Linked DNA regions of Mus musculus: regions 1, 2, 3, 4 and 6 are each linked to region 5. Evidence: chromatin contacts called from public HiChIP or PLAC-seq and promoter capture Hi-C data. All regions are on one chromosome and are shown on one strand. The core of a region is the stretch at or near the end of the contact, and the rest is flanking DNA. Distances in the headings are between cores, read along the strand shown. Region 1 has its middle 48 kb from the start of 4930556N13Rik. Region 2 holds the start of C030037D09Rik (RIKEN cDNA C030037D09 gene). Region 3 holds the start of 4930556N13Rik (RIKEN cDNA 4930556N13 gene). Region 4 has its middle 56 kb from the start of C030037D09Rik. Region 5 overlaps Msi2 (musashi RNA-binding protein 2). Region 6 overlaps Msi2 (musashi RNA-binding protein 2).

Region 1 (4,466 bases), core at 444-2,943, 450 kb after region 5:
GGACAGTCCTAAACACAAGCCTGTTTCTCATTCTTCTTATCTTCAGGTTCTATTGGCCATAGCAAGTTCTGAGGCTACCTCAATTAGTTTTTATTGTCGACTCAATACAAGCAAGGAAAAGGGAAGATCTGTCAAAAAGCTGGTTCCAGTTAGACTGGCCTGTTGTCATGTCTAGGAGATGCTTGTCTTGGTTGATAATTGATACAAAAGGGCTGAGCCCACTGTGGGCAGCACCATTTCTAGGCAGAAGAGCCTAGGCTGCATAAGAAAGCTAGCAGAGTGAGCCAGGGAGCAAGTTAGCAAGCAGTGTTCTTCCACGGTTCCTGTCTGACTTCCTCAAAGGTGGGCCGTGTCCCGGGAATGGAATTTGAAATAAACCCTTTTCTCCACAAATGCTTGTGGTCATAGTGTCTATCACAGTAACAGAAAATCAAAGTAGAACAAAAATGAAGTCAAAAAAAAAAAAAAAAAAGCCAAAGTCAGAGAATGGATGTCTCATGTAGCCCTTAGCAACTAGACAAAGGCCATAGCCAGAGAATGGATGCCTCGTGTAGCCCTTAGGCCCAAGTCAAAGGTTATAGTTAGCAAATGGGTGTTTCATGTAGCCCTTAACTACCAGCCAAAGACCATAGCCCCATAGCCAGAGAGCAGGTGTCTCATGTATCCCTTAGACCCAAGTCAAAGGCCATAGTCAGAGAGTAGATGTCTCATGGAGCCCTTCACTGGCACTCTTGGTCCACCTGCCTCTAATTTTGTGCACTGAAATTATAAGTGATCATCGCCAGGCCCTTCCGGCTCTTCTTTTTTCAATGGCAAAGGCAGGGAGGCTGTCCCCCTTCACCTTTGCACAGGGCCCTCTGTCTTCTGACAGGCTAGCAGTTGCCAGATGGTGCGTCTGAGGGGTACAGAGCTGGAGAAGGCTCTCCATCTTGTCCTGGTGCGCGGCCTTGGCCTCCACCACCTGACCATTGTTGATGAGGATTTGCTCCTGGGACTTCATCCTGCTGATTCACCTCCTCCGAGGGCTCCTCGCGCTCTGACTGCATGGCCGGTGACCAGGCAGCTGACCAGATGCACACCAGGTGGTGCGGGATCGGAAGCACACCACCCATATTTCACCAGTGGTATAATTGACAAGGGTCACCACAGGAGAGCTTCAGAGGAATAGAGGCCAGGGACACAGATTGCTGCTTGGGTTGCTAGTGGAATGGCTGCCCAGCCTCTCTTCTCCTCTGCAGAAAGCTTTCTCCCCCCACAAAGCCTCAAAGTCCGGCTTTACCTTCATCACCCTCCATTACCATGAACCAAGGACAAGTTTCCATCCCTGGAACGTGCAAATCTTTGAAAACAAACATAGGTGGGCGACAAAGTCAAGTATCCCTGACTCATCTCTGTCCCTCACTGACCACAGGCTGGCCTTAAACTTCTCATCCTTGGCCTGGCTGTCCTAAAACTCACTTTGAAGACCAGGCTGGCCTTAAATTCACTTGAGATCTGCCTTCCTCTGTCTCCCAAGTGCCAGGATTAAAGGCGGCGGCGGCGGCAGCGGCGCCACCACCACTGGATGGCTTAGACTCCGTCTTTAACAACCTCAGTTTTCTCAGTTGATTAGCGGGCATGGTGAAGCCTATTTTCCAAGTGAGTGTTGGCTGTGATTATCCCCACCTGCTCCTGACTGTAACAGACTCACGGAACTGCGGCATCGCGAGCTCTCTACAGCCAGCGGTGCACAGAGGGTTAAGGATTCAGAACTGAGCCTCTCCAACAGAGGAGAAAATAGAGCCACTTCCGGTGCACTTGAAGGACAGATTGCTGGGGATGGAATTGCAATCGGGTCTCGGAGTGGGAGAAGTGATTGCTGCCCTCATTAATATTACTGCTGGCGAGGGCTGCGTGGGACTCAATCAGGTAATTGAGGTCCCAAATTTCGTTTTTTATCCAGATGCGAGATTAATCGAAGTGGCTTCTTCAAATGAATTCTTCGGAGCTTTCGTTGTAAGCACGACGTCCTCTGGAGTTGTTGTTAACGTTTCAGACCTGAGCAATCGGGAAGCGAAGGCCTATTGTCCGGTTTAGCTAGTGTAAATGTTAGGACGGTCAAGGTCAGGGCATCACTGTACAGCTGTCAGCTCTGGTTTGACTCCAGGGACTCTTTGACCATGTGAACCCCTGGACAGCCACTCTGAGATGATGTCACAAGTCATGACCACGGTGATGATGGGAGGCAATTAACTTTGGTCATTCTGGACAGAGCAATAAAAACTAACTGCAAATCAGAACTAACCAACTACCACCACCTCCTGATGGTGATCAGGGAGGGGCAATGATGTCCATCTGTGATAAATATTTACATATTCATCATGCACACTACCCTTGTGTCTCTTCCGTTCCTACCAGGTACACGCCTTACAGTTAAGAATGGTACACAAGCCGGGCATGGTGGACACACCTTTAATCCCAGCACTCGGGAGGCAGAGGCAGGTGGATTTCTGAGTTCGAGGCCAGCCTGGTCTACAGAGTGAGTTCCAGGACAGCCAGGGCTACACAGAGAAACCCTGTCTCGAAAAAAGCAAAAAAAAAAAAAAAAAAAAAAGAATGGTGCACAAAGTGTTTTGCTAAGTACTGGTCACTCTGCTGAAAGACTGAAGGTCAGGAAATAGTTGTGGAAACCCCTTTATCTATGGTCAGGTGCATGGCACTAGTGCCTAGTGGCTAAGTCTGGGGTGTTGCAGAACCCCTTGATTTGGGAGGTCTGAGGAGTCTTGGATAACTGGTATCAGAATTGAATTTGATTGTTGGACACTCCTTTGGTGTTTCAGAATTGGAGAAGGGACTTGTAAATTCTCTCAGGGTTTCCACATAGGAATACTATAAATCCATTGTTAGATTTTTTTTTCTCTTAGTATCTTTGTGCTTTTGTGACACCACTGTAACTAATATGGATTTGGAAAAAAAATCCGTGTGTACACACACACACACTGGTCAAAGGAGTCAGTTCTCTCTTGCTGTCTTATGAAATTCAGCTCATTAGACCTGTGCACAAGTGTCTCTAGCCACTGAGCAATCTTATTGGCCCAATAGTAAGTTTTAAAATTCACTTCCCAACTGTTTATTGTTGGTGCGTGGGAAGCTAGTCATTGTATTATCTTCTGTTGAGGTCCTTGTTAGCCGACTTAATACTTGTAGCTGATATTTAGATATTTAGTTTGTTTTTGGACTTTTTAGATTTGTTTTAGGGTGTGTGTGTGTGTGTGTATGATGTACATGTGTATGTGCACTTATGCATAGGTGTCTGTGGAAGGGCATCAGATCCCCTGACACAGAAACTACTGGCAGTTATGAGCTGCCCGATATGGATGCTAAGAACCAAGCCCTGGTCCTCTGTAAGAGCAGCGAGTGATCTTAAACACTGAGCCACCTCGCAAGCTCTTGCAGTTTTTTTATACAGTTCCTGGGATTTCATGTGTATTCCAAACCATCCATGGATAAGGACCAGTTTACTTTTTGCCTGATAACCATAAGCTTGCTTGCTTTATTTATTTATTGCCTTATTCTGTGAGATTCTGTTAAGTCACAGTGATAAGAATAGATACAGTCACCTTGTTCTAATAAATAGCTAAGCATCAGGTGGAGGTATCAGAAAAGCACTGGGTATTAGAAGAAAAACCTGTGCGTTTTTTAGAGGGGAGGATGCACCAACAACCCCATACATATTCAAAAACCAACTGGAAAAAAAAAACAACACTAAACTCTTGAGGGATAAAAATCACTAAGCAATCTAGGAGTAGAAAGAACTCAAGTTAGCCTCAATTTTTAAAAAGAGTGGCTGAGCACACCTTGAATCCCAGTACTCGGGAGGCAGAGGCAGGCAGATCTCTGTGAGTTTGAGACCAGCCTGGTCTACAAAGAGAGTGCAGGACAGCCAGAGCTCTGTTACACAGAGAAACTCTGTCTCCAAAAATGGGAAAAGAAGAAGGAGGAGGAGGAGGAGGAGGAGGAGGAGGAGGAGGAGGAGGAGGAGGAGGAGGAGGAGGAGGAGGAGGAGAAGAAGAAGAAGAAGAAGAAGAAGAAGAAGAAGAAGAAGAAGAAGAAGAAGAAGAAGAAGAAGAAGAAGAAGAAGAAGAAGAAGAAGAAGAAGAAGAAGAAGGGAAAGAAAAGAGAAAGAAAGAAAGAAAGAAAGAAAGAAAGAAAGAAAGAAAGAAAGAAAGAAAGAAAGAAAGAAAGAGAGAGAAAGGGAGGAAGGAAGAAAGGGAAGAAGGAAGGAAGGGAGGAAGGAAGGAAGGAAGGAAGGAAGGAAGGAAGGAAGGAAGGAAGGAAGTTCTCTGTACTGGTGAGATGGTGAAGTGTGTAAAGGAACTTACCACACAAACCTGTAGAGGACCAACTCCACAACGTTGTCCTCTGACCTCAAGATGTACGTGCTATGACCCATGTGCCCACAGGCATACACCACACACAATACATTA
Region 2 (4,320 bases), core at 1,279-3,778, 360 kb after region 5:
CGCCAGGAAGCAGGCTGTGCCTTCCTTCTACAAGCCAATCCCAATGCCACAGGCTGTGCTCGGCTGACAAAGAAAGTTCCATTTACTCTGCATTGGAGTTTCTTTGCAAGGTCCCTTGGCGGGAGGCTGCCCTCTCAGGGAGCCGACCCCCCTCCCCCCAACCTTGGCTTGGCAGCGTCTGAAGCTGCAATGGGACAGACACTAAAAAGGAAACCCCCAAAACCAGCCACCGCAGCAAACTTCTGAGCCAACTCGCTAGCTGTTTAAAAGTACCCAGTTCTAGCACAGAAGCAAAAGAAGGCGCTGTCCCTTTAAACAGGGCTGTCAATGCCCAGACCGGTACTGAAAAGGGGCAAACAACAACTATTTAGAAAAAAAAAAAAAAAGCAACCTACCGTCTTGGAATCTAACTCATGGTGGGGCTGACCTAATACTTTATCTACACTTGCTGGGTCTGCGAAGGTGACGAAACCGAAGCCTCTGGAAGGAGACAAAGAGGGAGAAAAACAAACAAAATGTGACACTACTGAGCGCAACAAGGAGACCCTATATGTAGACTAGGATGCGAATGTTGCCCCCACGCACCCCCCATCCCCACCAGCTCCCTCTATTCTCCTCTAACCCACAGCCCTCTGCCTCAAGAGGTAAAAATACCAAGGTTAGTGGGGGAAGCGGGACGAGGGGGCAGGGCGGCTGGAGGTAACTTGGAAAATGCTGGTGTCTCCACTCTGGCCGCCTCAGTTTCCTCTCCTCCTCTTCCCTTTCTTAAGGCTTTGTTTTATTCCGAAGGAAAACGGACACTAAGATATTCATTCACCTCCCAAAGAGGGGACTTCAGAGTTTGGGAGTGTGCAGAAGGCATACATTCAAATTTTTAAATTAAAAAAAAAAAAAAAACTATGTGGAAAGTGGGTGAACTGAATGTCATTTTAAACAAGAGAACAAGAAGCGACAGGAAAATGACTTCAAGCGGGAGAGATGGGCGTCTCTGAATCCAGAGTTCGGCCCTAATTAACAATAACCTTTGGGGTTATGGGGGGGGGGAGCGACGTTCCAACCAGCCACGCGCCTGAGCCCCATTCTAAATCCGCTTAGCTACTTCCGAAGACACCTCCAAAAATAAAACTAAAACTTTGTTCTAAAATAAAGGCAAAATCGAGAAGGGAATGCGTTACCTGGAGCGTTTCGTTGTGGGATCTCTCATGACCATACATTCTCTAATTTCTCCAAATTTGCTAAAATAGTCTCTAAGGCTATCTGTAGAGAGAGAGGGAGAGAGAGAGAGATGGGGGGGTGGGAGAAGGTGTGGAGGGGGGAGCAATGCAATTTTTTGATCAAGGACAAAAAGCAAAAGTAGTTTTCTGTTGTTATTCTGTTTTGTTTTTGCAATATTTTTGCACACGAGGGGGAAATTCAGCAACAGAGGTCGCGTAGAGGGCTCGGAAAGGATTTGCTATTTAAAAAAATAACCTTGCACAGGAGAAGTGGGGAGCCAATGGCGGGGTGGGGGGGCTCTTACACTGGGATAACAAAGAGCAATAAAGAAGCCAAGAAGGGGGGGACCCAGGCGTCCCCCCCTCCCTCCCTTACCTGGTGAGGTCTGCCAGCTCAGTCCACCGATAAACATTTTACTAGAGGGAGAAAACATAACCGAAGTGAGCACCGATGTCAGATCGGCCATTTTGACGTGTAACTTACAAAAGCTAAAAGGAAAGCTGGGGGGGAGCGGGCGAGCGCGAGCCTGGAGGTGGGCTGGGGGAGAAGGTGGCGGCCCCACGCCACCCCAAGGTGCGCGAGTGCCCCAAGGGTGCGCGCGGGGGCGCGGGGGGCGCGCGAATGCCCCGCTCCGCACCGTCGCCCGCACAGCCCCGAACGAGCCCGCGGCGGCGCGGTGGGCAGCGGCTGGAAACTTACCCGGGGTCGTGCTGGGAGTCGTTGGCGCTGCCCGAGGTGCCTGGGCTCCCATTTGCCTCCATAGCGGAGCCCCCCCGCCCCCCCACCCCCGACACACCGAGCCCCACAGCGAAGCGGAGCGCAGCGGCGGCCGGCTCCGAGCCCCAGATCTCCGTCCCTCCTCCCCCGCCTCCTCCCCCCGCCCGGCGGCTGCGAAGCTCCGCGAGCGCCGAGCCGGGCCAGCGGCGAGAGCCCGTCACACGTGGGCTCGGCTCAGCTCAGCCCCGCCGCCTCGCACACCCCCCGTCCCCGCCCCCCCGGCCCATCCCCACCTCTCCCCCTCCTCCTCCCCACCCCCATCTCCTCCTCCTCCTCCCCCTCCTCCCCGCGCACGTGGGGCGGAGTTCTAGAACGTCGTGTAACCAATGCGGTGACGTCACGCACCCCGTTCGGTCCCCCGCCTGTCCGCGCGCGCACACGCTCGGCCCCCCGCGGCAGCGGGACCCATCAGGGGCGGCGCGCGAGCCCCGCGACTCGAGTGGGGGGGTTGGCCACGCCAAGCAGGCGGGGAGACGGGAAGCGCACCCCGAGTCGGCTCAGATCACATGGGCTGGGTGTGGGGGAGGGGGAGGCGCGGGGAGCTCGGCCCGGGCTGTTCGCTGGGCCGGGAGGCGGCAGCGCCCCCGGGCCCCCCTAGTTCGGACTATTCATTCAAGTTCCTGGGGCCCTGCGCCCGATTCGGAGGTGGCACCCGCCGCCCTCCCTGCCTCTGTGCCCCCGTTTCCAGCCACCGCGCGGAAATTTAGGTCAAGGACGCCGGGAGCACACCCACACCCTGCGCTCCCAGGGCAGTCCTCGAGAACCCCGGGATCTGGGGGGCTTGCGGATGGAGGAGACCCTCCTGCACGAACACCAGCCACAAGTTTTATTTTCCCTTCGCGCGGCAAGTTCTCTGGCTCCCGCTCCACACTGGCACGTCCTGCACGGCTCCCCGCCCTTCCCCGCCAGAGGTACGGAGCCGTGCCCGCGAAGGTTATTTCGGAACTTTGAGAAACTGACGCGATAGATAACAGGGGGCGAGGAAGCAACCAGACAGGGCTTGCGCCTTACTCAGACCGCGATTTGAAAATATAATAAAGTGGGCTTGTAGGGGTCAAGGTCAAATGATTGGGGTTCAAAGCAAATGTTCATGGAGATTGAGTAGCAGTTTGGGAGTATCCCGAGGGTGGTTAAGATAGGTGCTTATTTCAGAAAATCCCTCGACCATTCATCCGTTATCTAATTTATTTATGTTTAAAGTTACTAGGGCTTCCTCTGTAAAGAGTGTAAGCGCCAGGAGTGAAATGGCTCTCTATCTCCCAAGACCTGCGGTAGGTCTTGGAGATAACAAAGCACCTTACCCCTAGTTTTTGGAACTAGGAGCCTCACAGATTCTGACACTTAGTAGGTGTTTGGTAAAAGTTCCCTTTCTCCCCTGGCAAAGTGTAAACTCCAAAGGATTGGTGACTGTAGCTTCCCGGGGGAATCGCACACTTCGTATTCCAGGCTGGCCAGATTCAGGCTGTATTCAATTTATGGAGTATTTAAAACAGTACGGATACAATTATCCTTATTGTTTTAAATTATTACAATAAACCAAGTTAATATGGCATGAGGGGCAACATAAAGTTGTGGTTCATCAAATCCCTGGGTTAATGTTAAGCATGCATTGATGCACAATTAACACTTTCCCATTAATTTTCATAGGATTAGGAGACAATGGAATTCACTCATCACCAAAACTATGCCGTGTCCATTGTGGGTTTGGAGACATTTGGAAAAATCTCAACACAGCCAAAGCTTTTGAGTGGTCAGACTGTCAATCTCTCTGTCCCCTAAACTGGGGTAGTGCCTCTCTGACAGCATGGATGGGCGGAGCATTTGTAGTGAACAATGTAACAATGTCAAAGTCCCTTTTTAAAATTGTGTACTTACATGGACTGTGTTTATTATAAATTGTGAATATGATTTTTAGAAGGCACTTCATAAGACTTCAGACCACAAACCCTGCTGTTTCCCAACACTCCAAACAAACTGATTTTTGAATCATCTGGGTTCCCATGTGTTAAAGAGCTGCATGTTTTTATGATGGTAATTGTTTTTTTGCGATTATTCTCAATCACAAAGTACAGGCAACACAGCTAATTGGATTATATTTTGGATTTTTACCGCAGAACCACAGATCATCAGAGCTAGAAAGGCCTTTCTTTACCCGGCTCCTTCCTTGAATATGGGAGTCCCAAAGGTGCCAGGCTGTCAGGCCGCCTTCCCACCCCAACCAGTTAATACCTAAAAGGGGCTCTGGCCATGGTTCAGTGCCCTTTGACTCTGTAGTGTGCTGTTTGTTGTTCCTCGATAGGCAGAAGTCAGTGGCTACCTTCCTGATGG
Region 3 (4,191 bases), core at 1,617-4,116, 490 kb after region 5:
CAGACAAAGCCAAGGTCTGAGTGAGGGAGTTCCCCAACAGCCCTGTAGAGGGCAGGATTTGTTTGTCCCCTGCTTCCAAGACAATGGGTGAGATTAGAGGCAGCAGCTATTCTCTCCCCAGAGGGCAGCCCCGGACCAGCAGCTACAGGGAACACAAAGGATTTGAATGCAATGCACCAGGCCTAGGAGTGTCATCATCTTAAGGGATCCGGTGCCAAGGGGCACCCACGGGGGCTCTCCGAGGCACCTGATGCCTCTCCACCCCACTCTACTTCCTACCATCCAGGAAACAAATAGCCCACTTCTTCCTCACCCCAGGCAGTCTCATGTCAGCAACCCCACCCCAGACTTAAATGGTCTGACAGGTCAGTAGAGGTGGGAAATGATGCACCAACCTGCTGTGTCCGAACCTGCACACACACACACACATACATACATACACACACCCTTCATCCTCACAAGGGCTTCCCACTACCTTTGCTCCCCGGCAAAGCTAGCTAGTTGCTCTTTGTCCTAAACACTTGGTTTTTAAACTTGAACTTCCCAAGTTGTGAGTGGACCGAACACTACAGGTCCCAAAGGCCCCAGCACTCTATACCCACATGCTAACCAGAAACTCTTCCGAGACCAGTTTCTGGTCCCCAGAAGCAGGCTGCCTGCAATCGGGGAAAACCCCACACAAGGATACTTCGGAGCCCTGCCCCAGGCTGGTGAGGAGGACACTCAGCTATTTTGAATCTGCTGGAATTAAACTCCTGCCTGCGTATTTTTAGCAGGTCCGTTTGCCCAGGAATAGATGCACACTGGCTGGCAGCCAAGCGGTCACACAGAGCAGAAAGCAGGCACGTGCTACATCAGGCAGCCCTTTGCATGCATCTGTTCACTCCAGGTTCTAGAAGGATCCCTTCTCTTTCTACAAGTACCTGTGGCTTCTCAGAAGGCCCTCTGGAGAAGTAATGGCCTCAACTCCCCAACCAGCTGACAAACCTGTAACCCAAGTCTAGAGCCTTCTAAACAAGAAAATAATCCCCGGGATGGCACAAAACAGTGTTGGTCCTAGTGACTAAATCAGTTTTGGCTGCAGTTACTGGGAAAAAGGGCTGCATGTAATTGACAGGAAAGTCAATCATAAAAACAACAGCTTAGAGGCCAAGAGCCCAAGTCCACTCTAGGCTTGGCCCTGATAGGGGGAGGATGTGTTCTGGACAGCTGTTCACACACCCTCTCTGTCAGAACTAGAACATTCCCCCATTATCCCAGGTATGACCACTGGGGGAGTGTGTGCCCCAGCCACTCCACCTCCAGAGCAAAGCACAGCTCGCTCTTGATAAATGTGCCTTCCCTTCAAGGGTCTTCCCCTGGGCAGGCGATCAGAGCCAAGCCCAGCAGTCCTGCAGGCTCTCCTGTACTTCTGTGTGGAGAACAGATGCAGCCTTGCTGGCCTCCATAGGAAGTTCCTTGGCGTGTGAGTTAAGGAAAGAAGAACATACAATTGTGGTTCCCTGCCTGGCAGCGAGAGAAAGAGCCTCTAGTTTCTGTCCACAGCGGTTTCTGAGCTCTCAGCTCTGCTGCTCCTAAGGAGCAGATGATCTACCAGAAGACTATCTCGGAGACACTCTCACTCTCTCTCTCTCTCTCTCTCTCTCTCTCTCTCTCTCTCTCTCTCTCTCTCTCTCTCTCTCTCTCTCTCTCTCTCACACACACACACACACACACACACACCTACACAAGTCTCGGTGGAGCCCAGAAAAACTTTTTCAAAGATCTGGATTAGGACTGGATAGATGAGCCGGGCGTGGTGGCACACGCCTTTAATCCCAGCACTCGGGAGGCAGAGGCAGGTGAATTTCTGAGTTCGAGGCCAGCCTGGTCTACAGAGTGAGTTCCAGGACAGCCAGGGCTGCACAGAGAAACCCTGTCTGGAAAAACCAAAAAAAAAAAAAAAAAAAAAAAAAAAAAAAAAAGGACTGGAGAGATGGCTCAGTAGTGAAGGGTACTTCTGCTCTTCCAGAGGACATGGGTTCATTTCCCAGGACACATAAGGAAGTGTATAGCCATCAGTTCCAGGAGATGACCCCCCCCCTTTCTGGCCTGCCTAGGTACCAGGCACACATGCAGTGCTCATACATATATATTCAGGCAAAAGCTCATCTCATACACATAAAATAAAAATAAGCTAATCTTTAAGGCAAGGATTTCTATAGGCTGCTACAGATACAGGGGAGAGGTGACCTTTTTATGGTTCTGATGTTTTTAAGGGTAGGAGAGGGGAGCAAAGTCCCTGGGCAGAGCCTGAAGGTGTCCTAGGAGCTGACCTAAAGAACTGGCGAGAAGGCCTGGCAGTCTCGTCAAGTGGGGCAGATCACCAGAGGTAACGGCTGACTGCGGCGATCCCCATGTGATTTCTGGCCAACACTGGCAGTCAGGCACTTAGCCATAGGAGGTTACTGAGCACTGAAGTATGACAAATGCGACTGAAAAACCTCAATGTCTAGTCTTATGTAAAGTCAGTTTAAATATCCACACGCTGGTGGCGACAGCTTGGGTGACAGCAAGTACTAGAAGGTTTCCCCAGAAAATCCCAGGACATGAGAGGTCCTGCCTAGCACCAACCTTGCTGGCAGAGTGCAGTTCTGGGGGTGATGGTGAGCCTGGGCCACTCTCCCGCGGCAGCATGGCTGAGGCCCAGGGTCACAGAGATGGAGCCATGCCTCAGGCCCGCTGGTCTTAGCCTAGCCCGGGTGTTCCCTTCATCCCTGGGGGTCTGAGCAAGCTGACTCATGCGAGCACCATCAGGATTCCGTGTTAGCTCATAATGGGCTGGCTGGCCCGCCCAAGGTTAGCCCTACACCTCTATTGTGATGGCCTTACAGGGCAGCAAGCCAGCCAGTGCAGGTATGTAGACTGGCAGACAAGACAGACAGATTCACCCTAGGGTAACTAACTCCTTGCACAGGTACAGATGAGCCATCTCCCCAACCAACACCCTGGAACACTTTCTCAGCCTGCTCCACAGCAGGAGGGCAGAAGCTCAAGACCCACTTGGTGAAACTTCTCTGGCCAAAAAGGAAAGCTAAGGTCTAGAACTGAGAGGCCCAGGTAAGACGAGCTGGAAACTAAAACTCCCATTCTAAGCATGGGATCTTCCTTGCCAGCCCAATCAGTAGTTAACTAACTTCCAGCTTAAAGAATCTGGTTAAAAGGGCTTAGCTGTTGAGAGCACTGGCTGCCCTTACATAGGACCTGGGTTCAATTCTCACTACCCACACCGTGGCTCAAAACCTTCTTAGACTGGAGTCCCAGAGGCTCTGATGCCCTCTTCTGCCTCCTGAAGGCACTGTATCCACGTGGTGCACATACACACATGCAGATAAAATACCTACACACATAAAATTTAAAAAACCTTGGTAACACAAAGGAACCAACCAACCAATCAGGAACAGAGTGTCCACCTCTCCTTGCAGACAGGTCCAGCGCCTCAGTCCTTTCTAGTGATGTGAGAAAGCAAACTCTCCTACAGTGGTCTCCCCAGTTACTTCATCTCAGGTAGGGGTGTGGTTTGGGGGTTTTGTTTGTTTGTTTGTTTTAAGCACAACCATTTATTGTTATTGTTGTTTTTTAGTATTTTTTTTCAAGACAATGTTTCTCTGTGTAGCCCTAGCTGTCCTATAGACCAGGCTGTCCTGGAACTCAGACATCCACCTCTGCCTCTCTAATGCTAGGATCAAAGGTATGCACCACCATGCCTTTGCACAGGGGTGTGGTTTTTGAAAAGTTTGAAGGCTGTGTCCAGTCCCTCCTGGCCCCCATCTTGGTCTCTTTATTATTGCCTGGTTTTTACGAGAGAATTCTGTCAGGCTCTAGGGGGTGATTACAAAGCAGATTCAGGAATGCACTCCTGGGTACATGGAGTTCTCACCTCACCACAGAAGGTACCACACAGGCCTGCTCCAAAGATATGAGCAGTGATCTGACAACAGGCTTGCTTAAAAGACAGGAGGATCACGAGTTAGAGGCCCTGTCTCAAGACCAAGCAAATAAAAACCAAATGGTATGTGGCTTCACAAGAGGTAAGTAAGGAAAGATATTGATGTGTGGCTAACGATGCCAGCAACGGAGAAATCACAAAGGCAGAAGAGAAAAACTCTATTCAATAAATATGTATTGACAAGTCCAAGTACCAGGCAGGGT
Region 4 (4,282 bases), core at 1,506-4,005, 420 kb after region 5:
TCTGTTCTCTTTACTTCTCAACCTACTATACTATGAACAAACTGCCCCTCAAGCATCTCCCATCACACCTTCCCTGCGTGATTACCTCCACCCTCTGAAACTGTCAGCCAAACGAAACCTCTTCTCCCTTGATTTAATTCTGTCTGGTATTTGGTCACCACCAGCACCAGAAAAGTAACTGTTGCAGCCGGTCTGTTCATGATAGGCCAATCCAAGAACATTGCTTTAAGTTCTTCTTAGCTATGCATAGAAGCAGACTTCATGCCTTGGAAGCTTCCCACTCATTTCCCCCCTTGAACAGTTCACAGCAGGAATACATCGCTTCTTTGAGGCTATCAGGATACTTGCTCCAGTCAGCTGAGACAGCCATCATATATAAGGTATATAATCCCGGGGAATGACACCTCTATCACCACTACCATGCACTGTTGGAGTAGTCACGGGATCTGCTGACAGCTCAAGGAGACAAGGTCATACAAAGACATGGCTCATTTATCATAGGTTCCCCTACAGGCCCCTCCCTCAAACTCTTGTCTAGGTCCGTCTCTTACTCTTCCACTTATGGGCAAGTTGGCCTCTTAGAATCAGGCTCTCTATCCTAGAATGGGATCTTTGGGAAGATCAAATGAAATATCCCTTTTTTTTTTTTAGTTTTGCCTTTTCTGTTATTTTTCATTTTTTCATTATTAGATATTCTCTTTATTTACATTTCAAATTTTATCCCCTTCCTCATTTCCCCTCTGAAAACCCCCTATCCCATCCTCCCTCCCCCTACTCACTAACCCACCCACTCCTGCTTCCTTGTCCTGGCATTCTCCTACACTGGGGTATCAAGCCTTCAAAAGACCAAGGGCCTCTCCTCCCATTGATGTCCCACAAGGTCATCCTCTGCTACACATGCAGCTGGAGCCTTGAGTTCCTCCATATGTACTCTTTGGTTAGTGGTTAATCCCTGGGAGCTCTGGGGCTACTGGTTGGTTCATATTGTTGTTCCTCCTAGGAGGCTGCAAACCCCTTCAGCTCCTTGGGTCCTTTCTCTAGCTCCTCCATTGGGGACGAAATATCCCGTCTAAAAACTTCCAAATAGCAAACACTTTGTAGATGCGGGTTCTGATCATGGTTGTGACTAATAGCTATACTACGTTGGAGATTAGGAAGCAGAGAAATGGTGTCAGCAAGGTGGCTCAGCAAATAATGTCATTTACCAAAGTTGATGACCTGACCCCAATCCCTGAGACTCACATGGCAGAAGAAAGGCACTGACACCTGTCAGTCAAGAGCCACGGGACAAATAAACATTTAAAATTTAAAAAAGAAGAAAAGAAGTAATCAAGATCATAGGCTACTTGCACCTATGGATACCCAATAAAACCACCAGCGAGGTCAGCTCCAGCCTAGACTAGGACCTGGGACATCCTGGAACATAGGCGATACTGCCAGCTTCCCAGACCCTAGACTATGATTGGTAATGAGCATGCTCAGAGAATAGCAAAGGGCTTTAGCAAGATGCTCTACTCTTCTGTTGTGAGCATTAAGCTCTGTTGTGAGCCTCAGAAGCACTGTGCCTTAAGAACTTGAGGCCTCCCTGGTTCCAGAGGCCAAGCTGAGCATCTGCCCTAGTGGGCTTTGACTCCCCTCCAGGAAGCTCCCCACATCTTCTACCTACAACTCCAGTGTTCGTTCACTTGGATTAACAAGAGCCATGGTTCATTATCACCAGAATTCCATGACTCACACGAGAAGAATTTTTAATAGCAAGTAAAACATACACTCAATCCACCATCACTGCGTCCACCAACATGCACCTGACATCAAACACATGAGCCAAAGATAACAAGCTGCAGCAATTCTCAGCAGCCAGGACACCAACAATAGCTCACAAAGTTTCACAATGATAAGGAACACATCTCTTGAGGAGTAGTGCGTGCTCTCCTAGCTGACCTCCTGCCAGCAAATTGCATCATGGGAACTCGGTTGTTCAGCTCCAGTTGATGGGGCACCCAGCCTGTGCAGCGTTGTTGTGAAAGGGATCCTAGACACCAAGCCCAAGGTCAGCCACTCCACTCTCCTGTCCCTGTGCTTGAGACACATACTGGATGGTGCATTTTTTCTCATCTTGGGCTATTTTAGCATCTTGGATTTTATCTCTCAGGGAGGTAAAAGCAATTTCTAATTATTTTCCTTCTTTCTCTTCTTCCTTTCTTTCAAACAAAACAAAACAGCTGCACCACAATTGGAATTTGAGGGGGTGGTTGCTTTGAGGCTTGTAGGCTTGGAAATACACACAAACACACACACACACACACACACACACACACACACACACACACTCAATTTCAAAGGAGGAAATGATCCTTCAATAACGTCTGAGAGAATTGGATGGTGGTATTCATCAGCTCGTCTGGAACCGGTAGGCAGCTCTATTGTATGAGGGGGCAAGGGTCTGCAGTCTACTTAGCTTTCCATTTGGGGAAATTTCCTTTGGAGGATTTTCTTTACAGCCTTAAAGCCCTGTGTTTATATAAGGCCTGGAGCTGTATACCAAACAAGGCAGAACACACAGTTGATGGCTGAAGCTTGCTTTTCTTTGTGTGTGCTTTCATGTGCGTGCATGTGGAGGGGCCAGGGCCAACATCAGATGTCTCCTTCCTCAATGCTTCTCCTCCTGACTTTCTGAGACAGGATCTCTTACTGAGCCTAAAACGCATCAGCTCAGCTAGGCTGGCTGGCCTGTGAGCCCCAGGGATCGCCCTGTCTCCATCTCCTCGGTGCTGAGGCTGAAGATGTAGGCTCTCCCATGGCTTTCAACATGGGTGCTCTGGGTCTGAGCTTAGGAGCCTATGTTTGCACGGGATGCACGTTACTGAAGGAACCATCTCCCAAGCTCCTCTTTTTAGTTTTCCTTTTATTTACTTGTTTATTTATTTTTGATGGATTGATTTTCCTTGTATGAGTACACCGTAGCTGTCTTCAGACACACCAGAAGAGGGCACCAGATCCCATTACAGATGGTTGTGAGCCACCATGTGGTTGCTGGGAATTGAACTCAGGGCCTCTGGAAGAACAGTCAGTGCTCTTAACCGCTGAGCCGTCTCTCCAGCCACTACTTGTTGGTTTATTATTTGAGATGATTTGAGTCAGGGCCTCCTGTGGTAACCCAAGCTGTCCTCAAATTCTCAACCAAGTGCTAGGATCAAAGGCCTGGGCCACCAGGACTGTCCAGCTTGTGTTTCTTTATAAAGGCCAAGTGACTTGTTTGTCTTATGTCTTTCCTGAGGTGACCCCTATGAGGTGGGGGGCTTTACACACAAGGGCCCTGTCCACCTCTGTAGCTTTGGTTTTAAGTGCATATGGGACGTGCATGCTGTCACGTCATGAAAGCAGCCTCAAGAAACATTGCCCGCAACACTGGGGCTTGGATTCATGGCCACTGCCTGATGAAAGGCTGGGTTTTTAGCATGCACACAGCTTTCTGCTCTTATAGGGGATTGTGGCTTGATTACAGAAAAAGAAGACTAGTCCTGCTGTCATTCCTCAGGCTGTAAGAATGGAATTAGCGTATGCTTGAATCATACTGATTTTAAAAGTTGCTGTTTGATGACTCAGGGGGTAAAGTGCTTGCTGTACAAGCTGGACAACCTCAGTTTATCGCCCCCCCCCCAACTCTCCCCCCACCGTTCCACCAACTCCCAAAGCCAAGTTCTGAAAGTTGTCATCTGATTGCCATTTGTGTGCCGTGACACACGCACACCCACTTTCACAAACACATAATAAATAAATAAATTCATGTTTGAGCTGCTGACTTGAGTTGTATTTTTTTAAGGAAAAAAAAAAAGAACATTAAATTAATTTTGGCTTGGGATGAGAGCAGGGTTTCTAGCAAGTTCTAAGATGGTTCCAACCTGCCTTGTACTTGATATTTATATAAAGTGATGTTCTTACTACTTTCAATTATAAAGTCAGAATATTGGTCATCTCTGAAAAATGTTGAAGGTGCCTTATAGCCCACAGGCAAAATTTGATTCGTTATAGCTAAATACACCAGCACACCTATTAGTGTGCAGATCTGCTTTCATCTTTAGTAAGTGGTAGGAGCATATGTTTACCAAAAAATTGTTTTAAAATAAATTTCTTCATGGTTTATTTGTTATCAGTAAATGACTAGAGGCTGTTCCTTTGGTGCAGGGTTGCCACTGAGCCCTTCTAGTTATTTATTTATTTATTTAGCTAGTTAGTTTTTTACTTCATGTTTGTTTGTTTGTTTGTTTGTTTGTTTGTTTAT
Region 5 (4,156 bases), core at 457-2,956:
TGAGGCTATGGCTATACACTGACTTTGCCCAGGCTCTGATTTGATGGGTTTGAAATATGGCCTGGCAGTGAGGGAAGTTGAAAAAACACCCGGGAGATTCCAGCACGCAGCATAGTTGTAACAAACTGTAAGGCTGGCTCACTTGCTCACTAGCAGCGATGAGCAGGTCTTCTGTTATTGAATTTGTGTGTCCTGTATGTGTGTGTTTGTGTGGGGGGTGTACATGTCAAGTGTCTTTATTGCTCTCCACCTTATTTGTGACAGGGTCTCTCGATGAACTTGGAACTCATCCATTTGGTTAAGCAGGCTGACCAATCAGCTCCAGGGATCCACCTGTCTCCACCTCCTAAGTGCTGGGATTACGGATGCAGCTGAGCATTGCTGTTATGTGAGCACCGGGAATCAGAACTCAAGTCCACCTGCTTGCAACAGCACGCCCTTTACCAACTGAGCCGTCTCCCCTAGCCCCAGGTCTTCTGCTATTGATGAGTCCTGTTCACAAAGACAGAACCACAGAAGCCTGAAAGGTCCCACCAAGCACACTTAAGGCTGGAAATCTGATATACTGAAAATGTGATTCTTACTGTAAACAGAGCCCTGCCACACCGCCATGCACCCTGCACTTGATGGCTGACTGTTTTCAAGGGCACACCCCACACCTCCACGGGATTTCCTGCCACTGGGATGCTCTTGGCTTTCTCCGCACGATGTCCTTAAGCCACTGTCATTTCCACTGCTTATGTCTCCTAGGACGAAGGATCAGGAGCTTTGGACGGCGCAGCAATACAGAGCTGCCGGGCTGATGGGACCTACTGGGGACTGTAAGTCTGAAATCCTCATTTAGTAGAGGTGGATGCCGGCCAGGAACCATGCCCCGCCCATCCTCCCTCGGGTTTATCTTCTAAGCTATTTCTCACTCTCAAGGCCATCTCCTCCTCTAGGAGGTGGGAGCACCTCTTGGTGGTTTCAATATCCTCTTAGCTATTTGAACCTTGAAGGTCAAGACCTAAGGGATGGAGGTCATGAACTCGACGAGACCCCTAGCCTGTCATGGTGAAGACCCCTAGCCTGTCATGGTGAGTTTATTCCCCAAGACAGGCAAACAGAAAAAGAGGCTGGCAGAGGAAGACCCTGAAATCTCAGTGGAAGGTTTAAAGGGTGTTTTTCTGGATTAAAGAAGACAATGTGAGGTCAAAGAGAGCATAAAGAGACAAGGAGTTTCTTCCATGTCATGTGGTTTCTGCTGTGTTTCTGGTCTGTTCTCTGGTGGGGGAGGGGTGGATTAGTTTTCTGCCTGACTCTCCAGGGTACCCACCGTTCTGTGTGTATCTATCTGTAAGGCTGAACTTTCCAAGACCCAGGAAGCCCACCCTCTCCAAGACATAGCCAGAAATAGCTTCCAGAAAGAGAGGGAAGCTGGCAGCGAAGCAGGGCTGGCCTGCTTTCTTCACACACCGGTCTCTACCTCAGACACCCGGGCGCAAGTGTGGGATTCACTATTTGCCATGGACCTGGACAGACCACTTTATTAATATTAATAAGTAGCCTGGAACAAAGGGCCCATTTATTTTTAGCCTTCTTTAATTGTGTAGTAATTACTCATCTACAAAACAAATGAGCCCCTGTTTGCAGTTGCTATGGTACCTGGTGCCCAAGCCTCCCTGAAAGAAGATTGGGTAAGGAGCCGGCTGCGCCTGTGGCCACACCCCCTTCTCCACCATTGGCCCACAGCCCAGCCCAGCAACTGAGCAGCCAATGGCCTCCTTGCTCTAGGGCTGGGCAGTGTTTCCTAACCACTTTCCAGATGCTGTTTGTGCAAGGCAAAGAAAGGGATGCTGACTCCCCCCTGCTTAGAGAAGTCTGCCTACCCAGAGATCCCTCCCTTATCTATCACCTCGGACAGTGACTAACTTCCTTCAGCTGTATTTTAACTAAGAGTTCCCTTCAAAGAATTCCCTTCAACCTGGCTTCGTCTTGATGGACCACACCTCTTCTGGATCTCCTTTGTCTGACACTGGTCCGAATGGATGCAGGGATCAAATCAAAATGTCAGCCAAAGATCAGCCAGGCAGAACCATGCTGCGGAGTCCCAACAACAGAAGCAGGTGCAAAAATGCACAGCGTGCCTCTCGAGACCACTTGTAAATGATTTTGGGTTATCGCCTCCCCTAAGGATAGGAAGAATTGAGTGGGAACAGCTGCACCTTTCTGTCGAGTGTTTAAAAGTTGCAGTCTGGCTCAACCACCGCGGGAGAGAGACTGGCACAACAGAGCATGTGTGGATAGTGGCTCAGAACACAGGCTGATGGGACAGGCTCAAATCCTGTCACTGCCACCTCAGATAAGCTACTATCTCTTCCCCGAGCCACAGTTTGTAATCTCTAAAATGGGAAGGGGACTGATGGCACCCATTTATGGCTTCCGAATTAAGTAGGGGTATGGCGTGTGGGCTTGGCGCACACAGCACTTGACTCACATAATGTGAGCAACTACTGATGAATTGTTATTATTGTATTAATAAAGTAGGGGAATGTTTCTAATACTCTCCTGTTACTCTTTAAGGAAACTTCCAGCAGATGTATATTTTGAGACGTTCCGGTCACTAGGTGTGGCTGTCTTTCTACTAGTCCGAGCCAGACAAGGGCAATGAGAGATGGACCAGCAGAAAGGACGAGGGCAGAGGCTGCCGTGAGGGCAACGGAGTGAGAACTGACATCCTGAGGGTGGGAGTGGATGATAACTTATCACTGAAGGTAAAATGGAGACTTGTGTCTGCTCTGGGGCCCTGCCCAGGTCATCTCTCTTAGGTGGCTCTGTCTTTCTCAGTTTACTGCTATGAAGAATTTGAACCAGTCCCCAGCCCCACAATATACATAGTGACCCTGGCTGGCTTCTAGGTAGCCCAGTCTCTTTAAGTCTATATTGCACTCCCTAGTAGCCAGTCTTCTGTTCCCAATCTCTGAAGGCAGGGGCAGGTCTCTCCTCACGTACTGAGCTTGGCTGCCGAGCTCTCCGTCACCTACAGCCTGATCGGAAACTTGACTGTGTGACTGAGTCTCCACAGAATCCTTCCGTACCCTAGCCCAGCCTCCGTCGCCATGGTTGAGGAGAGTATGAGACCTCTTATGTAGGTATTTACTGATGTGCACTCAGAGGCCACAATGTCTAAGAATTACCAGCTCCTTCATGCTACCCTGAATAATGCTGCCAAGGTATGTCAATCACGCACCTCTGGTTTCTCTTCCTGCTTTGGGGTTTCCCTACTTGTTGCCAGGTGAATCCAGGCTTCATGGCTGGGTACCAGGGGCTCTCTCTACACTAGTCTTTTCAGCTCTCTAACATCACCGGATGCTCATTCCACCCCGACTGTATTGAAATCTCCAGCCACAGTTAACTGTTTGCAGGGCTTCAAATGTACCCTCATCTAGACTAGTGAACCCCATCCTAACCTGCTCCTCCTGTGCATGGAACAGGTTTCTGTGACTGGGCTTCTTGGTGGTGTAGGGTCATTAACTACCTGTTGTCTTCACTTCAGGCTGGCTGGTTCCTAAGGGTGTGGACAGCGCTGGTGTTCTACCAAAAGCCCCCCAGGGGTGTGGTGTGTGTCTCTGTTGTTACTACAATGTTATTTTCTTTCTCTTTATCAGACCCAAAGCGGTCCTTTGGGATGCAGTTCTTCCCCCAACCCCACTGTATAAAAGCCATTTGGTTTAGGAGATAGCGCTAACATTCAGTGGCAGGTTCTTATAGCAGAGGCCTTGGCCAATCAGCACAAAGCTCTTTGGCTTTTGCTAGGATTCTGGACCACCTTCCGTGCTACACTGCACTGTGCACTGCATTTGTGAAGTAGACCTCATACTGCTCAGGCTGGCTTTGAATCTGTTGTATAACTGAGGCTGACCTTGAACTTCCGTATTTCCCTGCCTCGTAACTGCTGAGTCTTCGGGTGTGTGCCATTCTGTTGGGTTTATCCAATGCTGGGGAACAAAGCCAGGACTTCGTACATTATCAGCTGAGCTACATCTCCAGATCCACCTCCTTCTTTAGATGGGATGGCATGACACCCCACACAGCTGCAGCCGTCATGAGGCAAAGCAGCTCAGATAAAGAAAGTACTAAAGCTAGGAGGGTAACAAAAGTCAATGTAACTACATAG
Region 6 (4,182 bases), core at 1,421-3,920, 340 kb after region 5:
CCCTTCACAGTCCCAAACACCTGTTCAAGAACTCAGCTCTACACGACAGAAAGCACTCGAGGGGCCTCTGCTAAGGGGCAAGCAATGAGAAAAGAAAACATTTCTAAAAATACAGAGGCTTGCTGGGAAAAAAACAGGGTTCCGGGGCCACAGAAGTTCGTAGAAAAAGTTCAGGAACTGTTCCTGTAACTGGGCTTAAACATCTCGTTCTAGACCACAGAATTCAAAGCAGCTACACGCAAAAGCTTCCCAGACATAACTGGGAGTTCCCCGGGCTCCTGTCCACTGATAATGCACACAAGCCTTCCCCTGGTCTCTCCTTCCCACCCGATTACTCATTTCCCCGGACTCCCTGAAAAGACACCCCTCTTCCCTCCCTCCCTCCCTCTCTGCCTCCCCCACCCTTTTTTCTCTCCCTTGCCCACCCTCCTCTCTGTACCAGGAGAAGCAGAAATGATGATTTAATGTGAAAATACAGTTGTGCAAACCCATCCTAAACTGCTATATTCTGCCCAACTGCATTGCATGATTGCTGGCTTGGTCTGGATTTTGCCATATTGCTCTCTCCGCCCTACTCAGCTGAGAGACAGGGCAAAGGAGAAACACTTTCTTATCGGGAACATCGGTAACCCTGAGTGCTCCCTGCAAAAGACAATCTTGGGACTCTGCTAGTTCACCTGGGAAATGAAATGGGGAGAGGGCGCAGCTCCAGCCCCTCAAACTCCCTCTTCCCAAACTCAACCTTACTGCTTCATGTTTATCTCAAACAGGAAGGCACTTTCTCCAAAAGCTGGAGAGAAATACTTAGGAGAAAGGAAAGATTAAATAAGCCCTAAAGGACACCAGACTTACTAGTTTTAACAGCAATACATTGTTACCAACTTGCCCTCCCAGGGTAATAAAGGAGAGCTTTGCATAGCAGATGACTGAAGGCAAATATTAAACGTCTGATCAACTTTAACTTCTCTCTATACCAACAGCAGGCTGGACCTGACCAAGTTCAGGTTGACAGCCAGTCCCCTGAGAGCCAGCACACCCAGTGGGAAAGATGACATCACTGAGCCCCAAGTTCTTATCTCCATGGTGATGGGGGGGGGGAACTATAGTAGACAGAAAAAACAATTCTGGTAAATGAAAAAACTTTCTTTGCATTATCTCTTACAATATTTTCAAATTCTGTTACTAGGGTTATGTGTAGATGGAGGTCAGAGAATGACTTTCTGGAATCGGCTCTCCGTCCACCTACATGTGGGTCCTGGAGTGGTGGGTGGCAAGTGCTTTTACCCACTGAGCCATCTTACCCTCTCCTCTTACAATGAAATGCTTTTTTAATAATGCAATGCTTTTTAATTTAAAAAATTACATTATGGTGTTTGGTGTGTGGTAACCGTCAAATCTCGCCTCTCTCCTCTCCTACTTTATCATAGCCACTTAAAGACAAGAAACTTTCCAGATCTCAAAACAGTCTGTGACTGCACAGCTGCAGGGAACGAAGTTGTCAAGAGGAAAAAAAAGGGCACGTACACACCTCAAAAATACATACATAGAACACCCAGGTTTATTTTTTGTTTGGAGTGAGAGACGACATATCAGTTCAAGTGGATTTCTGGGCCAGCAGCTGTACTGCACACGTCATAGGGGGGTGGGAAGAACGCAGGCCTTACCCTCAAGGACAGCTGAACTGAGGGCTTCCTCCAAAACCCTGCAACCCAGCGTCACCAGGACAACCAGGCAGGGTTGAGGGCACAGCCTGGGCAACTCCGATGACTGGATGACTCGTGTGGTACACGAGGGAAATGCAACAGAGGAAAAAGGAACCTGTATGGAGTCACTGCTCGACTAGAGGACTGGGCCCCTTTTCAGCATGAAGAAAAGAAAAGAAAAGAAGAGGGGAGGGGAGGGGAGGGGAGGGGAGGGGAGGGGAGGGGAGGGGAGGGGAGGGGAGGGGAGGGGAGGGGAGGGGAGGGGAGGGGAGGGGAGAGGAGAGGAGGGGAGGGGAGAGGAGGGGAGGGGAGGGAAGGAGGGGAGAGGAGAGGAGAGGAGAGGAGAGGAGAGGAGAGGAGAGGAGAGGAGAGGAGAGGAGAGGGAGAAAGAAAGAGAGAAAGAGAAAGAGAGAGAGAGAGAGAGAGAGAGAGAGAGAAAGAAAGAGAAAGAGAAAGAGAAAGAGAAAGAGAAAGAGAAAGAGAAAGAGAAAGAGAAAGAGAAAGAGAAAGAGAGAGAAAGAGAAAGAGAAAGAGAAAGAGAAAGAGAAAGAGAAAGAGAAAGAGAAAGAGAGAGAGAGATATCTTGGGCCATGCTGATCCGGGAACTCGAAGCAAGATGCTTCCCTGTAGAAAGCCTGGTCCTCTAACACACTTCGTTCCCCCTCAAGTGGCTATTTTTCTTGGTACTGAGTACCTTTAATTTTTATTCTCTTTTATTTTTACAAATACAGAGCCTGCAACAGTTCCTAACTGAAGGACCGCTAGCTGGGATGGAAACACAGGCCAGCTGAGACTGCACGGTAATGCTCCCTGCTTAGGCCACCGTTCCAAACTCGCATCTCTGGGATAGAAGGCCAGCCCAGCTGGGACAGGAGGAGAGTGCCACTAACTCTTCCACCAGGAGTCTGAAACAATCCGGGCCTAGATCCTTACAGACACACTACCAAGGGCCGCCTCAGAAAGGGCGCCGCCTCCTTGGCTCTTTTGACAACCTTCACGGGGCAGGCCCTCCCGCCCAAGCTCACTAACTTAGCTTGCTCAGGAGCAGAGTGCTTCTCTCTGTGGGGGCCTGCCTTCTCTGCCTGTGTTTTTCTATTTCTGCTTCAGGGGATCTGGAAGAGTCTCTCCTTTACCCCTTCCCTCCCTTCCTTCCTTTCCTTTGTATCTATTTGCGCATGCTCTTTAAGTGGCTTCAGGCTTGGCATTCATCTTAAACACACCTATAACGGATCAGGGACTTGAAACCTGTTTCTGGTTATGACGGACAACTCAAGCCCCCCCCCCCCACCCAAAGTGGGAGGCAGGGGAGTGGGGAGGAAAAGTTACAGACTTTTTAAAGGGTCTGTGACATAAACCCATTTCTGGGTACTACCCATAAAGGAAGCACTTCAGCCCCAGGGGCTGACAATCCAGACTGAACCCGGGTGGCCTCAGCTTATAAAAGTCCCAGCCACTCACTTGGGAAAGTTCACCGGAGGGGATTCCATCACTGCTGGAGAGGGCTTTCTACAAGCTTTGGTGAGTGTGAAAGGGAAGAGGAGAGGGAGGACGAAAGACCCTCCTCCCCCTCCTCCCGAAAAGCAAGCCCCACACAGTGCACACAGCTGCAGGAAGATTAAAAACATTTTATTGTTTAATGAGTAACAGAGGGTTGCTGGACATGGGCAATTTAAAAATCAAATGCCACTCCCGACACAGCCATTTGCAGTTAAAGGTGAAATGTGGTCCTTTTAAAGCAGAATTGTCCCCACCAGGAGGAGGACTGTGCACTGAGGGACCCAAATGCCCACCTAATTATTAAAGCTGTCAGCTGGCCACCCCAAGTAAGTCCCTTCCGTGGACAAAGTTCCCTGGAAGGAAAAGTCTCACCCCCACCCGGAGCGTAAGGAAGCTCCTGAGAGGAGTTGAGTAATGTCATCCAAGTAAAACAGTCAATTATAAAACATTCCAATAGATTCTCTAAGAACATCTACCTACGTGACAGAGATTTACACAAACCTGAAAGGCACGCGGCAATATTTCCCCTCTACCTCCTCCCTACACTTCCATCACAGGAGAGGGGGAGGAAGCAGGGAGCCGAGGAGACGCTGTCACACAAAATCAATTGTGAGACCCAGTTACTTATCCGACATCCCACAGTCCTGAGAGACAAGCTGGACGCACACAAGCACACCGGCATGAGCACACACGCACGCACACACTTCTTTATTGCCTCGGCAAGAATTATGGCTCAAGAGGCCGGCACTAATTTTAGTATCAGATTTATTATACAGCAGGGGGCAGGAATTCATCAGAACTGTCCCGTCTCCATATACCTTCCGGACTGCTCCTTGCAGTAAAAAAAAAAAAAAAAAAAAAAAAAAAGAGAAACATCCTGGTTTACTAATGTTGCCCACTCCTGCTGCTATAGACCACCAGCCTGCTTTCTGAGATGGTTCAAAGCCCTTCCTGGATGTTCCTGAGGGCTCGCTATGACGAA

The links. Promoter capture Hi-C pulls out the DNA fragments that hold promoters and counts their contacts. HiChIP or PLAC-seq counts read pairs in DNA pulled down with a chosen protein or histone mark.
Region 1: a contact with region 5 is called in a promoter capture Hi-C map of the C10 cell line. The contact joins two enhancer-like sites. A contact is called at or near these places in 17 of 39 promoter capture datasets (the 3T3-L1 cell line, 3T3-L1-derived adipocytes, the C10 cell line and 11 more), 2 of 484 Hi-C or Micro-C datasets (bone marrow-derived macrophages and cortical neurons) and 8 of 115 datasets of contacts at active chromatin or transcription factors (double positive thymocytes, embryonic basal ganglia, embryonic stem cells and 2 more).
Region 2: an H3K4me3 HiChIP or PLAC-seq map of forebrain shows a contact between it and region 5, with 4 times the contacts expected there. The contact joins the promoter of C030037D09Rik here to the enhancer-like site in region 5. A contact is called at or near these places in 15 of 39 promoter capture datasets (3T3-L1-derived adipocytes, the C10 cell line, the HPC-7 cell line and 10 more), 2 of 484 Hi-C or Micro-C datasets (cerebellar granule neurons and cortical neurons), 25 of 115 datasets of contacts at active chromatin or transcription factors (the NIH/3T3 cell line, T-cell acute lymphoblastic leukemia, acute myeloid leukemia and 16 more) and 2 of 9 other capture datasets (adipose tissue and liver).
Region 3: a promoter capture Hi-C map of the C10 cell line shows a contact between it and region 5. The contact joins the promoter of 4930556N13Rik here to the enhancer-like site in region 5. A contact is called at or near these places in 7 of 39 promoter capture datasets (the C10 cell line, cranial neural crest, frontonasal cranial neural crest and 4 more), 7 of 115 datasets of contacts at active chromatin or transcription factors (acute myeloid leukemia, bone marrow-derived macrophages, embryonic stem cells and 3 more) and 3 of 9 other capture datasets (adipose tissue, liver and pancreatic islet).
Region 4: a promoter capture Hi-C map of cranial neural crest shows a contact between it and region 5. The contact joins two enhancer-like sites. A contact is called at or near these places in 8 of 39 promoter capture datasets (the C10 cell line, the HPC-7 cell line, cranial neural crest and 5 more), 2 of 484 Hi-C or Micro-C datasets (bone marrow-derived macrophages and nephron progenitors) and 4 of 115 datasets of contacts at active chromatin or transcription factors (astrocytes, embryonic basal ganglia, embryonic stem cells and 1 more).
Region 6: a promoter capture Hi-C map of cranial neural crest shows a contact between it and region 5. The contact joins two enhancer-like sites. A contact is called at or near these places in 1 of 39 promoter capture datasets (cranial neural crest), 1 of 484 Hi-C or Micro-C datasets (nephron progenitors) and 3 of 115 datasets of contacts at active chromatin or transcription factors (embryonic basal ganglia and embryonic stem cells).

What each region holds. Positions count from the first base shown.
Region 1 is chr11:88,801,713-88,806,178 of GRCm38.p6, forward strand. No RefSeq gene overlaps it. Among named protein-coding and RNA genes, the nearest start is that of 4930556N13Rik, 48 kb to the right of the region's middle. Within about 2 kb of position 1,694, at least 20 of the 459 cell types and tissues checked have an H3K27ac peak or open chromatin away from gene starts, as enhancers often do.
Region 2 is chr11:88,716,115-88,720,434 of GRCm38.p6, forward strand. It overlaps C030037D09Rik (RIKEN cDNA C030037D09 gene), which reads left to right and starts at 2,529. Exons shown (of 4, transcript NR_038058.1): 1 at 2,529-2,903; 2 at 4,292-4,320. It overlaps Msi2 (musashi RNA-binding protein 2), which reads right to left and starts at 2,115. Exons shown (of 14, transcript NM_054043.3): 1 at 1,915-2,115; 2 at 1,591-1,631; 3 at 1,176-1,257; 4 at 396-480. The coding sequence starts at 1,976.
Region 3 is chr11:88,848,738-88,852,928 of GRCm38.p6, forward strand. 4930556N13Rik (RIKEN cDNA 4930556N13 gene) reads left to right here and starts at 2,867. Exons shown (of 5, transcript NR_126433.1): 1 at 2,867-3,099; 2 at 3,465-3,546. The region is part of intron 1 of Akap1 (A kinase (PRKA) anchor protein 1); the gene reads right to left.
Region 4 is chr11:88,772,301-88,776,582 of GRCm38.p6, forward strand. No RefSeq gene overlaps it. Among named protein-coding and RNA genes, the nearest start is that of C030037D09Rik, 56 kb to the left of the region's middle. Within about 2 kb of position 2,756, at least 10 of the 459 cell types and tissues checked have an H3K27ac peak or open chromatin away from gene starts, as enhancers often do.
Region 5 is chr11:88,355,370-88,359,525 of GRCm38.p6, forward strand. All of the region lies in intron 11 of Msi2 (musashi RNA-binding protein 2), which reads right to left. Among named protein-coding and RNA genes, the nearest start is that of Mir378b, 4.7 kb to the left of the region's middle. Within about 2 kb of position 1,707, at least 120 of the 459 cell types and tissues checked have an H3K27ac peak or open chromatin away from gene starts, as enhancers often do. A contact at or near this core is called in cortical neurons, embryonic basal ganglia, embryonic limb bud and 4 more, where this site is marked.
Region 6 is chr11:88,690,896-88,695,077 of GRCm38.p6, forward strand. All of the region lies in intron 5 of Msi2 (musashi RNA-binding protein 2), which reads right to left. Among named protein-coding and RNA genes, the nearest start is that of Msi2, 25 kb to the right of the region's middle. Within about 2 kb of position 2,671, at least 71 of the 459 cell types and tissues checked have an H3K27ac peak or open chromatin away from gene starts, as enhancers often do.